Linked DNA regions of Gasterosteus aculeatus: region 2 is linked to region 1. Evidence: chromatin contacts called from public Hi-C data. All regions are on one chromosome and are shown on one strand. The core of a region is the stretch at or near the end of the contact, and the rest is flanking DNA. Distances in the headings are between cores, read along the strand shown. Region 1 overlaps hdac4 (histone deacetylase 4). Region 2 holds the start of hdac4 (histone deacetylase 4).

Evidence for each region. A called contact is a pair of places that touch in the nucleus more often than the background predicts.
Region 2: a contact with region 1 is called in a Hi-C map of skeletal muscle, with 4 times the contacts expected there. The contact joins the promoter of hdac4 here to the enhancer-like site in region 1. A contact is called at or near these places in 6 of 6 Hi-C or Micro-C datasets (blood and trunk muscle, liver, skeletal muscle and 2 more).

Annotation. Positions count from the first base shown.
Region 1 is chr16:5,000,528-5,007,535 of fGasAcu3.hap1.1, reverse strand. It overlaps hdac4 (histone deacetylase 4), which reads left to right. Exons shown (of 27, transcript XM_078091411.1): 10 at 1-73; 11 at 325-538; 12 at 1,342-1,553; 13 at 4,957-5,238; 14 at 6,456-6,642. Among protein-coding and RNA genes, the nearest start is that of twist2, 42 kb to the right of the region's middle. Within about 2 kb of position 3,270, at least 6 of the 9 cell types and tissues checked have open chromatin away from gene starts, as enhancers often do. A contact at or near this core is called in liver, where this site is marked.
Region 2 is chr16:5,060,765-5,067,772 of fGasAcu3.hap1.1, reverse strand. It overlaps hdac4 (histone deacetylase 4), which reads left to right and starts at 3,057. Exons shown (of 27, transcript XM_078091411.1): 1 at 3,057-3,195.

The sequences.
Region 1 (7,008 bases), core at 2,021-4,520:
GCTGTCTCTCTACACCTCCCCTTCTCTGCCCAACATCACCCTGGGACTGCCAGCCACGGGGCAGGCCAGCTCTGTGAGTACAGTCGAAGCTCAATATTATGAATCTTTAATGCAGCATCACTCATGACACCAAAGGATATTTAGATTGCAAAACCGCTTCTCAATTATTCTCTTGGCAAGACGCTGCCTTACATGTGCGCCTCTCTTTCACCATCTCGCTCCCATTCTGTCTCATTTAACCCTGCTTTGTCTCTGTCCATCTGCCTCTCTTTGTCTCCCTCCTTGTGTCTCAATCTCGTCTTGTGTGTCTCTCTCTCTCTGTAGGTGGGGTCAGTACACCAAGATGGCGAGAGTCGTCTGACGCTGCCCGCGCTACAGCAGGGGATTCCTCTGACCCGTCCCTTCCTGCCCACGGCCCACCTGCCTTCCTACTTGGCGTCCTCGGCTCTGGACAGGGAGGGGGGCGGAGGGGGCGTGGCTGGTCACAACCCCCTTCTCCAACACATGGTGCTGATGGAGCAGAGCCACAATTCAATGGGTCAGCATTCACTGCAAACTTGAATTAACTACATTTGCATTGTATGTATTGAATGTCTTATGTCTTACTTTATGAATGGCTTAGGGCTGCTGAACCTCCTCCACCCTTTTTCCCGAGCAGCTCCACACGGACAATCACAAGCTTTCAAAACATAATGTTCTGCACAAAGAAATCCTTCCTCAATTTTCATTTCTCTTGCACGGATTTATTTTGTAGGTCTCTTCTGCAAACACACACACACACACACACACACACACACACACACACACACACATTCACAGCCATGTATTGTAATTGTATTTTTCATGTAACACTGTGAACTAGTAGCTTAAAGGTTTGGTTGAAGATGTAAAGTTGGGGGCAACTTTTGGAGCTCGATGAGACCTCACAATAGATATGTTTGGGCATACTTTAAAAGTTCAAATCACAATTATAACAATTTTGCACGAATGTCCAGGTGGATAAAATGATGTGATTGCTTTTTGGACAGAGGCGAGTGTAGACCTAAATTGCCTGGTGGGAAAACAATTGCAAGGTGGATTATAGTTATTTTTAAATGGGCGATTACACCTCAAAATATTTTTAAATGACTTGTAGGTGGACCGAAGATAAATGTAACCAAACTGTCTAGTACAATCCTCTCCTGCAAATATAAGTTAAGAGATAGCGACCCTGGTGTAGCTGGAAAATAACTGCTATAATAAATCAATCTGAGGCCCTTTACATATGTTCAAAAGCAAATGATGGCCAAATTCTAGAGTCTAGCTTGACATTCTGCTGTGACCATTATGTGTTCACCTCAGTTGGTCTGGCCGGCCTCCCGCTGCCGTCCCCCTCCGTCTCCAAACTTGCCCGTGGGCACCGCCCCCTTGGCAGAACCCAGTCGGCCCCTCTCCCCCAGCAGCAATGTGGACAGGCCCAGGCCCTGCAGCAGCTGGTGGTCCAGCAGCAACACCAGCAGTTCCTGGAGAAACACAAACAGCAGTTCCAACAGCAGCAGCACATCATCAACAAGGTAGCTGAATGTATGAATGTGTGTGTGTGTGTGTGGGGGGGGGGGGGGGCGCATGCATGTGGTGGTAGCCATTCATGTGTGTGTCAAAAATGGTATCCAAGGCAACATTTAAACAGCTGTGGTGGAGCAGCCAGCTATTTATATGAGTTTGTCTGTTTAAGTTTGTTTGTATATCTGTGTGTGTGTGTGTGTGTTGGGGGGAGTTTTCGTTCATCTACACAACTTTGATTTGTTTAATGTGTGTAAATCCTGTCTCCGCTCCAAGAGCACAATAAATCTGCCGGCAATCAGCAATTCTTCTAGCAAGTCTTTCTAGTCCGTGTTCATGTATCCCTTCTTCTCCCTGTCACCCTGGCAACTGTGCTCGAGAGGAAGCCGCCTCCATATATGGTCACCCAGGAAGTGTGCCTCAGTGCATCATTGTGTTTGTGTGTGTGTGTGCGCAGACGAGGTGATTCGTAATCATTGTACGGTCATTGTAAAGAGGGAGGCGGTTGTTGTTGTGTGTTTTTGTCAGTGCAGATATTCCCGTAGGATTTAGTCCCATTATCTTTTGTCATTGGGGCTGTTAGTGACTCCTTCTCGTTCAAAACGCCAGCTTGTTGTGACTGCAGCTAATTAAGTCCAGCTTATGTGTAAAAGCAGGTTATTGTCTTAATGCTCGAGGCGTCTTCAAAGTGAGAATTGAACCTAATGAGTTTGCCATTAAAAAATAGGAAAGAAATCTCCAAACATTTCTCAGTTAGAATGGACCATACACTGTAAATCATTGACGACGATATCAGACATCATAAAAGGGTAAAAATTATTATGGACATATTGTGGCCCTGTGCTTTCTTTCCTGATTGCTTCCCTGATTCCCCCAGTGTACTAAACCACAGGCTGCTCACTGTAGACCCACGTTCAGCAACCAGTGAAATACAGCACATTTCTGGTTGTTATCTTTGTAACATCATACGCAAAAAGCATTCTTGGGGATTTATAGTTTAAATTATAATATTGCAGTCACAAAGCCATTTTACTTGTATACCCAGTAGTCCCATTCGTACCAAATGTAATCATCTCATGGCTAGTCATTGATTATCTTTTGTCTCTGAGCTGCCTCTCAAATAACATAGGACAATAAAAAACCTAGAAGTACCCCCCAGATATAGTATCGCTTACTGCACAAGAGTCAAGTTTAAAGAAAATATATATATTTTCCTAGTAATACACATGCGATTTAACGCGAGGAGGTGCCGTACAGCAGCACGTCACTGCGCCATGTTAAAGGTCATGTCTCTCCCTTGGACACCACCACTTTGTAAAACATGAATCTACCCTCCCTTGAGCAAAGGAAAATGAGCCCTTCCTACTACGTTACACTCTGGCTTTAACTGTCTGAGATTTTGGCAGCAAAGAGGAATGAAAGAGTCTGCTGCTTCCCCTTAATTACCTGAGACGGCTCTGAGGCTACACTCCGCTGTACTCGCTACCACGATACTGCTGTGAGGACGGCCGACAGACCAGTGTGAAGTGTCCGTGTGCGCGATAATATCGCTTGTCTGTCTGTGTGTGTGCCCTCGAACCATTCAAGAGAGCGAGAGAGAGAGAGGGAGAGGGAGAGAGAGAGAGAGCAGTGAATGGGTGTTTTGAGTTTGTTTGGAGAAGGGGGACTGGGATGAGGCAGGAGCCTGCTCTCTGACGTCAATGGACTGTTCCCTGGGCAATATGCCAGCCAAGTGTGTTTGTTTCCATGTCTCTCACTGTGTGTGTGTGGGCGGGGGGGGGTTCACGCAGTGGTCCACTCCAATCATGACCTGCACATCAAGGTTGAGGTCGTTTGACGACGGGGACGGGGGACAGCTGCCACAACAAGATTCCTACAGCGGGCCCTCGACAATTCCTCCTCTCAGTCCCCCTCGTGTCCTCCGCTCGGTTGTCTCCTCTTCTGGAGGCCTAGTTCAGTTAACTACCTGTATGGATTTGAAAATATAGTTTCGCCGACCTCTAAGTTGATAAATAACCAGAGTTCAGAGTACAGATCTGGTTGCTCTGTTTATATAAAAAGGGCAAGTGCCGGGCTAATGTTAGCTTTTGTTTGGGTAACCTTAAGTTCTTCTACGTTGTTGTTTAGCCGAGCAGTCGGCTATTTTGGGAACGAAAAACAGCGATACTTGTGGTGAAGGTTGTGCTTTTGCTGGGCAAGATGGCAGGTCTTCCTTCTTGGGCTGTCCATAGATTAAAAAAAGGGAACTAATTAATCTCACATTTTGAAATTCATTAATCTAGATTAATCGCTATTAAAAGTTCGTTTTTCTTCTACAGTAACCAGTAATCACTTTAGAAAGCGTGTATTTTAGATTCGATCGTCTCCGAGGCCGAATGCCACAAGGTGGAACATGTCGAACTAGTGACTCTTCCTGCGGTCCTCGTGCACTTTGCTCTCAACTCTCCTTCATTTAACGGCTGTGTTTGAAGAGCCAACAATCTCTGCACATTTAGCCAGGACGTTTTCCAGACCACGGTCTTTTAGGGACACGGTGGTGGTCCTCTGCCGACTGTGCGCCGCGCAGGGTAACGTTAGACGTTGAGATGGAAGTAGCATAGCAGCTAGCTTAGCATAGAGGTGCTTTAAGTGGTCCGTTTGCCACTCGCCCCCCTTCTGTTTGACACGTGGAGGAATTCCTCTGCACAGTTCTCAGCTGTAAAAGCTCTCTCTGTCTTCAACTACCGTCTCCGTCTCCCCGGTCCAACGGACTGAAGCGCGCGGCGGTTTCGTGTCAACGCACACCAGAAGTAAACACAAGTGTTTTAACTGCATTAAAATATTTTATTGCATAAATCTCAACCACAATAATCTTGCAGATTAAAGCGTCGACTTTGACAGCCCTACTTCCTTCCCCTCTTTTCTCCTCTAGCTGAAGTTATTTTTGTCCCGACTTCTTCTAAAATGTGTGAACACAAACTCAATCTAAGATGAGTCCCAAACGACATTCAGCAAAACTATCAGAATTCAAAATGAGCCTCGTCGGACAATTGAAAGCCGAACCTTGTTGAATTATTCCCAATTCTCACGTAGATGAAACATTTTAGGGTGTGTTAGTCTGACAATAATGTTACAGTTGAATCAATATAGAGATGCTTGTTTACCAAATTAAGTAAATTAGATAAATGAACAAACCAATTGTGTGCTGTCAGTGTCTGTAGACAGAGACAGTTAGGTTTCAGCTGCTTTGTTTTCCTTCGTAAGAAGTTCAATAGTAGAACATTGAGTAAAGAAACCAAAAGATTATTGGTCCAATCTTCCTGTTTAGCTCCATCAAAGTTTCTTACCTGAACGGGTATCTTGAGAGAATCATATAACTGGGTCGAGTGTCCCTTGGCCCCCCCACCCCTGAACTCTCCTCTTTTCATCCTCCAGATCATGTCCAAGCCCGGTGATCCCGTGTCGGCAGCGAGCTCCAGCGCCTCGGGCCCGGCCAGGCAGCACCAGAGTCACCCTGAGGAGACGGAGGAGGAGCTCAGGGAGCACCAGGGGCTCTCCCTTTCATCCTTGTCAGCCTCTTGTTCGGCGTCGGCGCAGGATACGGGGCCTCTGCGAGGGCTGGTCATCAAGCAGGAGCCCTCGGACCCCCAGGAGCAGCAGCAGGAGGAGAGGGAGAAGATGGAGCGACTAGTCGAGCAGGACTTCCTGTTCCGACAGGTAAGGGAAGAGGAGGGCAGGTGGGAGTGGGAGAAGCGGGAAGAGGATGAATGATGGACAGTGTGAACTAGAGTCGGTTGAAATGAAGACTACACAAATTGAATCTTCTTTTCAGACTTTCCTGAGTCAAAATAGAAAAAAGGAAGATGAAACTGATATGAATTTTGGCATCAAATCCCTTCCCGGTAACATCATCTCATCATGTGTACGTATTACCATTAATAATGACCCTTCTTTTGTTGGCTGCTTCAATGTTAGCATTTTTTTTAATGCAAAATAAATGATCAGCAGTAACAGATGCAGCTAGTGACTAACTGAGATATTTCCATTCTGCCCACCTGACTGTTCCCTTAATGTTCTAGATACATAGATACTTATAGTAGCACTCAGGTTGTGCTTGCGCACGCCACACAGTAGTAGAGTAGTGTTTTTATCTTTATGAATGGCTTAGGGCTGCTGAACCTCCTCCACACTTTTTCCCGAGCAGCTCCACACGGACAATCACAAGCTTTCAAAACATAATGTTCTGCACAAAGAAATCCTTCCTCAATTTTCATTTCTCTTGCACGAATTTATTTTGTAGATCTCTTCTGCAAACACACACACACACACACACACACACACACACACACACACATTCACAGCCATTCCCAGTCGGGACACTGTGTTCTTATCAGTCGAGCCCATCCCTGCTGTCCAAATTCAATCAGGCACTCCCATCACTGTGGCCATGGCGCTCGATGTAAGCAGACACAGTTGTTCACAGCTGAACAACGGGTTTTGCTCGGAGAGACTCTTTGGCAGTGAAAAGATCAGACCTGTCACCCAAGTTTCAAGTGTTTGAATGAGACACTTTTCAGATGAAATAATCCTAAAACATATACCCCCCCGTCTCCCCCCTTGCTGTTTTTAAAGCAGTTGCAGTGGTAGATTGTTTGTCTTTTTCAGCTGAACGCTAACATGAATTATTAGGTATTGTGGGATTCTTAGTTGTGTGGCTTTCATGCGCTGCACAGATAGAGAAACCCCCACATGTCTCTGTGTAACACATGCTCAACTCGTTTGCCCAGCAGACAGAATGCACCACAGCAGGTATTTGCAAGGAACTAGTGCCACCCTCTGGAAGGGGGAAGACATTGCGGTCTAGCAGTCACACGGCACATGTCCCTCTGTGTTTGTGTGTGTGTGCGCGTGTGCGTGTGTGTGTGTGTGCGCAGCAAGCTCTGCTCTTGGAGCAGCAGCGGATCCACCAGCTGAGGAACTACCAAGCCTCCATGGAAGCAGCCGGGTTGTCGGTGAGCTTCGCCGGACACCGTCCCCTCTCCAGAGCCCAGTCGTCCCCAGCCTCCGCCTCCTTCCCCATGGTGGTTCAGGAGCCGCCCACCAAGCCTCGATTTACAACAGGTACGTAGTAGGACAGTAATGACATGGCTCCAACGCATAACACACTGCAGCATGAAATCTGCTTTTTCACTGGGATGTGTGTGTGTGTGTGTGTTGCTCTCGGAGGTCCGTTGTAAAGAAGAGCGGGCAAACAACAATCATAAACACACTGTAATCCTGCTGATTGCAGGTTGGAGGGAAACCGCAATACAGCGGCTGTTTATACGCTCAAGGCTGTTGCTAGGTATTGTGAGCCCTGTGACGCCCCACGCCACGACCGGTGTAATTTACTCTACTGGACCCTCTCAGCGGGACTTTTGTTGTTGATGGTGAAGCAGCGTATAATCACATCATGGGAACCGTGCGATTACAGGAATCTTGTCGCCA
Region 2 (7,008 bases), core at 1,808-4,307, 60 kb before region 1:
CCCTCCCCACGCATCCCCGACAGTGTCCCTCGTCTCTCGCCCACATCTCTCGTTCTCATCTCTTTGCTTCTAAAATCAAAACATGTTCGCCAAATGCAATTATAACATTCCTTATCTGGTAGATACATTGTTTCATTATGTTTTGGGGCTTTTTGCCTACATGGGATAAGCAGATATTAGACAGGACTTACTATATATTCTAACTACAGGAATAAGAAATCATTATTTACCTTCACAATACACTCGTTTACCTGATTGTGCAAATGAATAAACAACTGTTTGTTGAACCCACCCAAGCAGCAGCACTGCGACGGATCGGTACTTTTCTAGACCGTGAAACTTGCATTGCCCTTTGTGTGACACTGCGGCGCCCAGCGCAGAGCTGCTTAGTGGGAGTTTCATTCCTTCGTTCAAATGAGGCCACGTGAACAGGGAATTGATCGTATTTCGATGGGAGATAATAGACATCTCAGAAGGGCGTTTGTGTCTGGTGGAAAGTCGCTCAACTGCGGCAAAGTAGTGCAAAAAACCCCGACATGTATCATAGATGTGTCACGAAGTCTGAAAGAGGACAACATCATAATATACTACTGGACGTAAAATATGTTTCATGTCTGGCAAAATAATCGCATCAAGAATTCAGTTGTACAGTGAAATATTTTAAATCCTTTTCTTAAACACATTAGCTCTAGCATTACATATATGTAGTGTGTTGCTATAGTAACGGTTGCTGTACAAGGAAAGGGCCCTAATAAAATCTCCTGCAGTTGCCGCGAGTAGTGATGACATATCATGTTGCATTGGGGAGCCGTATCTGCCTCCGTAACAGCAGATGAACTCTGGAAGCATCCTATTCCACACTGCCACAGACGGGTTCCACAGAACACTTATTACGTTGTCAGCGGCGCGCTTTAAGAGGCGAGCACGGGGGCCGGGTCGACTTGTCCCACCGATGTGCAAATCAGCTCGCCTCACTTGCTGCCGCGGACGGGGGCCCGTCTGAGTGGATACTTATTACGCTGTCAGTGTTTTCTTTAGAGAGCGGCTCAACTGGGTTGAGTTGTTCAGATGAGCCCCCACTCCAAAAGGGGGCCAGTGTTTACTTCATCTGTGGAAGCATCAGGTGACCTTTAAAGGCCGCCATTGATGTAGCCCACTTTTGTGTGGTGTTACATGGACCACTGTGAGCTCATGTCATCCTCTCCCTGTTAATCTGTGGATCATAGTCCCCGTCTTCTCTACCTTTTGCTTTCTCCCCGTTGTCTTCAAGTCCTTTACCAGCGAGATGGCTTCTGTAGATCTGCTTTGATCTGGAAGAAAAAAAAGCATCTACTCTCCTGTCCAGCCCACATAATAATTTCCAGAAAGTGTGTAGATGACACGCTGTTTCAAAATGACGAAGAGAAGACATTTACATTCTATTTCCTCCCCCTGATAAAAACTGTTTTCCCTCAGAGCATTGTGAGGTTATCTCACTGATCAAGTGTCATTGGTCTCACTGTCGGTGAGCTCTACGCTACTTGTTCAAGCTGCAATATATGTGCTGATCCTACACAGGCAGCAGTTTAAAAACACATGACTTAATAATTAAAGGCTTTCCTCAGTGAAAATTATTTTCTTCTAAAACCCAGGGTTTTAAAATAAGACCTTTTTATTCAAGATTAGTTGATTTGATGATAATGTATTAATGTTGACATTGACAGAAGGTGTACAACTCTATACTGCTAAGACACATAATAATACTCACAATACTGGCAAATATTTCTGATTTCTGACCTTCAACTTCTCAAACTCAAACTGTTGAATATTCAACATAAAAACAAATATAATGCAATGTGTGTTTACCTGCTCCAGCATCACATAACAAGCTCCAGCCGGCTATTGTGCAACGTGACTGTTGGGAGGACTTGCCCACATTCAAGACATGCTCCGGTTTGGTGGAGGAAGTGCACGCTTACGGTTATCTTCTAAGTTTCATGTTTGTGTGATTCACAGTGGGCTGAGAACCTGACACAAGTAAGTTCCTTTACAGAGGAAATGCGTAGCTGAAGCAAAGATAATGGTCATCAAGAGCACCAGCAAAACCAAATTGTTTTTTATGAGAGGCTGCTAGTGATTAGTCTTGTATTTCCGTGTGCCGTGTCCGTCCTGTTATTACCTGAAACAACAGTGACGGTAAACCCTCAAACATGTGTTGCTTCACAAAAAAATGACTCCACTTGACTGGAAAATGTTAGTCCATGTCTCCCCACCTAAGTATTAAACTAACTGCTGAATGCGACAAGTTGACACATGCATGTTGTCGGCAATTGGCGAACGTCATTGTTAGACAGGCTGCCTGTAAGTCACCAAGTGAAACACAAGGTGAGGCCCATTGAAGAGGGCATTGAGCTTTGCAAATTTGTGATCAACGCTTTGTGGGTTTGGTTTGTCTGCGTTGGGCTCAATGCATGCATAATTTAAGGAAACATGATTTTATCAAATGTATCCAATTCTATGTCCAACCCATTAAACTAAGAGCTGTGAAACCGCATTCCCCCAATCAGCTTCTGAAGTAGTTTTGCTTGTTTGAAAGTGCTAAATTCAAAATTCGGAGCACATCTGTTGCCTCCACATGACTCTCAACGCGGCTCAGCCGCCGTCTCGCAGTTAACAGTACGAATGGCGCCAACAGTGCCAACGAAGGGGCCGGGATGTGAGACCTGACTTGTATAGGGCGAAACCAAAGGGCTGCTGGGACAGCGCCATAGGTTGGGATAACTTTATCGGCGGTAAGGATGAAGATGAAAAAAAAATAAGTCAACAGTGACAACATGGGTGATAAAATACTGACAAGTACCGTAAAAAAAGACAGCGGTAAAACAAAATCAGATATCCCACAAACACAGGCGAACGGGTGAGACGTTTGTGAAAGAATCAGTGAGGCTGTATGCTCACGGGGGTGATGCACACCTGTGTGGCCCAGTGTCTGCCACGACAACCACGAAGAGTTCACTCACGTCACAGCTTCCCCCCTCGGCCGCCGGCCATCCTGTCCCGCGGGCCCCGCCCCTCACGGACACACGGGAGGTTGTGCGACACGTGACTCCTCCGGGAAGGCGGAGCTGTTGACCGAACGAGCGTTTCAGTACCGACGGGTCCTAAAACCCCGCGCCGCGGATGCTCCCGGAGACCCGCCATTAGCCCTCAATTCAGGTGAGGTTTCTCTGTGTCTGTTTTTCTTCCTTTACAAAAGCAAAAGTCGGCAGTCGCCTCTGCTGGTGGAGCGTGTAGCGGGACGCGTGTTTACGTCAGTGGCTCCCTGCGCTTTTCCTCCTCCTCGGAGTCCGGCGGGGCCGCTGTTAATTCTGCTACACTTGACTTGTTTTCCTAATGTTCGTGTGGTTTCTTCTCAGTCAGCGGAGGGAAAGTAGAAATCGTTGCGCAACAGAAGTGGGGTGAATTTTTTAAAAACTGCCGACTAGTCGTGTTGTGCAACTTTTTTTACTCTGCCACTTTATAGATTTAATAACGTTAAGTGGAACTTCCGTGGCGTGAAGCTCGCGACATTGTTCCAAAACATGTCAGTTCGGAAAATGTACTTTTGTGTACAATGGACGACTAATGCCGAACGCGTTATCGCACTTGTGCCCGTTTGTCCGGGTTGCGCGGCGGGACAGAGCCCCCCGGTCGTAAGTGTCTTTCGCTCCCCGGCGAGAGGCTCGTGTTAACAGATGCAGCGGAGACTTTGGTCACCGTGTAATTACCGCGTGTTTATCAGCAGGTAACCGACGTCACGCGCCAACATGACACGTTCTAGTGCGGTACAACGTAGTTGTGTCCTGTCTGTGCAGATAGCTGCGCGCAACACTAACCTCTGCACACTGTTCTATAAATACCGCAGGCTGGAGGCTGTGTGTGTGCGTGTGCGTGTGTGTGTGTGTGTGTGTGTGTGTGCGTGTGCGTGTGCGTGTGCGTGTGTGTGTGTGTGTGTGTGTGTGTGTGCGGGCGGTGGAGGTTTGTGCTGAGGTTGAAGTGCCGCAGCTTTGGGTGTAAACTTGTGTCTTCATGATGTGTAAACACAAGAGAGCAGCAGCAGCGCGAAGGAGCTGGAGGCAGTTTCCCAGCTGGTGCTCTCCGATGTGCGTCCTATATAAAGCCTTTAAGTTGTTTAATACACATCTTCTGATCTATTCGTCTTTCTTAATTTTATGAATGAAAGCTAAAATAAAAGTGATTTCACTGCAGTCTGTCCATCTTTAGAAACAATGGATAAGAATCACTTAAAGTTGCCGAACCTGGATGAGATAACAGGTAGATTTGAACGAAGTACCCTTTGTTTCGCTGTAATAGATTTGACAGGTCTAAGTTAAGAATATGTTGAAGAATAAATGTTTTACGAAACATCCTTAATCAGTTTCTTCTCGTCCAGACAGCCCACTATTGACAGGTGTGTCTTTTTGAGCTAAACCTGATCTATGGTTATCTGGACAAAGAAGAGGTAATGGATTTAAAATAGTTTACTCATCTGAAAGCAGGTTTCAAACGTTGATGAATCTATCGGGCTTCCTTTTGGTCATCTCACCCATTCGGAACAATAAATAATCTTTTATTCGATATTGTTTCTCTTAACTTCCCCCATAACATTTCCAAATCGGAAGCTAGCTTTGGGCTCGCTGTGCCTCTGAGCCGCTAAGACTCCTTTCGGCCCTCACGAGTGGAAACTATTCCCTCAGCGTTACGAGCTCTGGAGGACTGCTGCTGCTACGCTCGTGAACTCCGGGCCCCACAGGAACAAGGTCACTGCAGCCTGAAACACATTTGGCTCAGCGTGCTCCTCCTGAAGGACGAGAGCCCAGTCCTGGTTGGAGCACAAGTAAAACAGGATCTTCTTTGTCCAAAGTCGTGTCTGTTATTCCTTTTTCGTGCCATCTGGGCGTCTCTTTGCACAAGTCAATAAGCTGCAGAAGACGTCTATGTTTCCAAACTGTTGATAATAGATTTTTGATATTATCTTACTTTATTTACCTTTTAATCCAATAGTTGAGCAAACCCTACGGGATTAGTGTCTCCTACACAAAGAGTTCACAGGTCTGTGTGGTTTGTGATGTTCATTTCTATGTTAATAAAGACCAACCTGCGTCGTTATAAGCTGCTGATGGGAACGATAAACACTTCAACCTCTTTTAACTGATCACTCTTGGTGCGTTTTTGCATATTTCTGCATCATTGAGTCTTTTTTAATTGGATTGTTTGGAACAGACAGTAAACACCAGGCATTTAAATTTCCCATTTTAAGCAGTTGGGGAAAATGTCACTCACTCAAACGGCACACACAGTTTAATCGCGCTAAAATGACTCTGTTAAACAACAAAATGGATTTGGGGATGAAAGGCACAGAGAGATGTTTAATCACTGTTAATGCGTTTCTCTGAGTGAGTGTCTTCTAAGAAACCCTCTTTGTGAATGAAACACCTGCAGTAAATTGAAGTCACCGCTTCACATTTGCAGTTTTCGTGTGTGTGCACATTTGTGGAACTAAAGTGTCTACTAATTATATATGGCTGGATTTGATGCACAGTCAATGGATGACTGCAGTGTCTGAATGCAGTTCCACGATACGAGGCAGAATAGATATACTCTAATTGTAAAATATCAGATCAAGTTCAGCCAAAGGAAGCTAGCTGCTATTGAAAACCCGCTTCACTGCTTTCAATCAGTGCGTCCTCCTCCCTTCAATGTCTCAGCAATAAAGATTCTCCTCTGGCACAGTTTAACTTTTACTTCTCCATCTCTCCTTGTAACACGGGCTTATTTGGCATCGGATTCAAATTGCAATTAAAAAGTGTTTTCAAAATGTATAACCTTCCAATGTCATTTATAACTCCTGAAGTCTTTGACATTAGCCAGAATGTGTCCATGGTGACTGCTGAGATTGAATAACCCCGCATAGGAGGCACGTCCAACCATGGTTAATGTTTCGGGCTAAACATCTCCACCATGCAGATGTCCAAATTCTATTCCAATTAGTGGCACTTGAAATGCCTCCGTGCAGACATTTAAACGCAATATTCCACTGTTGCCTGGGTTTGACAATGCAAACAGACCGGGAATGTGTTTGAAACAAAGGTCCCAGATGCCATCTGTTTATGTAGCCGCCAACCGTGCAGACTTTCGCTATTATGTCCACGTCAGTCTCTCTGTCGAAGCCCCTCTGGCCGTCCCTGTCTGCACGGTGCACATTCAGCTATACAATTTGCTCAATTTCAGTACTGTTGTTCTTATTTGTCCCGTTGCTGTTTGCAGCGTAAGGTGAAGATCTGTGTGGCGCCAATAGACACCCATAATTTAGCTTTAAAAAAACAAAATCTTTTTGTCAAGTCACTTAAACATTGCTATTGATAGTGTTTGAGATTCTTTCTTTAATCAGAAGTTCACTGCATAGGATATTCCTTTGGTAAACAACGTGCTTCTAACTAGTATTCTTTGATGTCTTAGCTTTCTGAACCAAATCAAGCCCATTTCCGATGGGCCAACCTTCGCATCCCGTCCTTTGTCGCATTAATCGATACAAATGGGAACTAATGCCACTGTTGTTCTCAGGGACAAATAAGGGGACAGGAGCCTGTAACGCACATTTGCCCTGTAGAAATGGGTGCACTGCCTGTTAGCGAGCTTCCTTTGGCCCGACTGCCAGTCAGCATATATTGTGCCCATGCGTCGTTTGAAATGCCACTAATACAACTCCAGGGAAATCCGTTGTTGCACCACAGTCTCTGAGAATACTGTTCTTTCCCCTGTCTTTCATCTAAACCAACCATTTCCACTTTGAGTTTACTGTCTTCATTTTCGGAGTAAACAGAATTACACAGCTACTTTTACATTACAGGTCATTTAGCTGACTTTTTATCCAAAGCGACTTACATTACATTTTTAACCCATGGCATTTTACATTTTTGCCTGGGGGAACAATTAGGGGTTAGGTGTCTTGCTCAGGGACACGGGGCAGCCGGGACTTGAACCACCAAC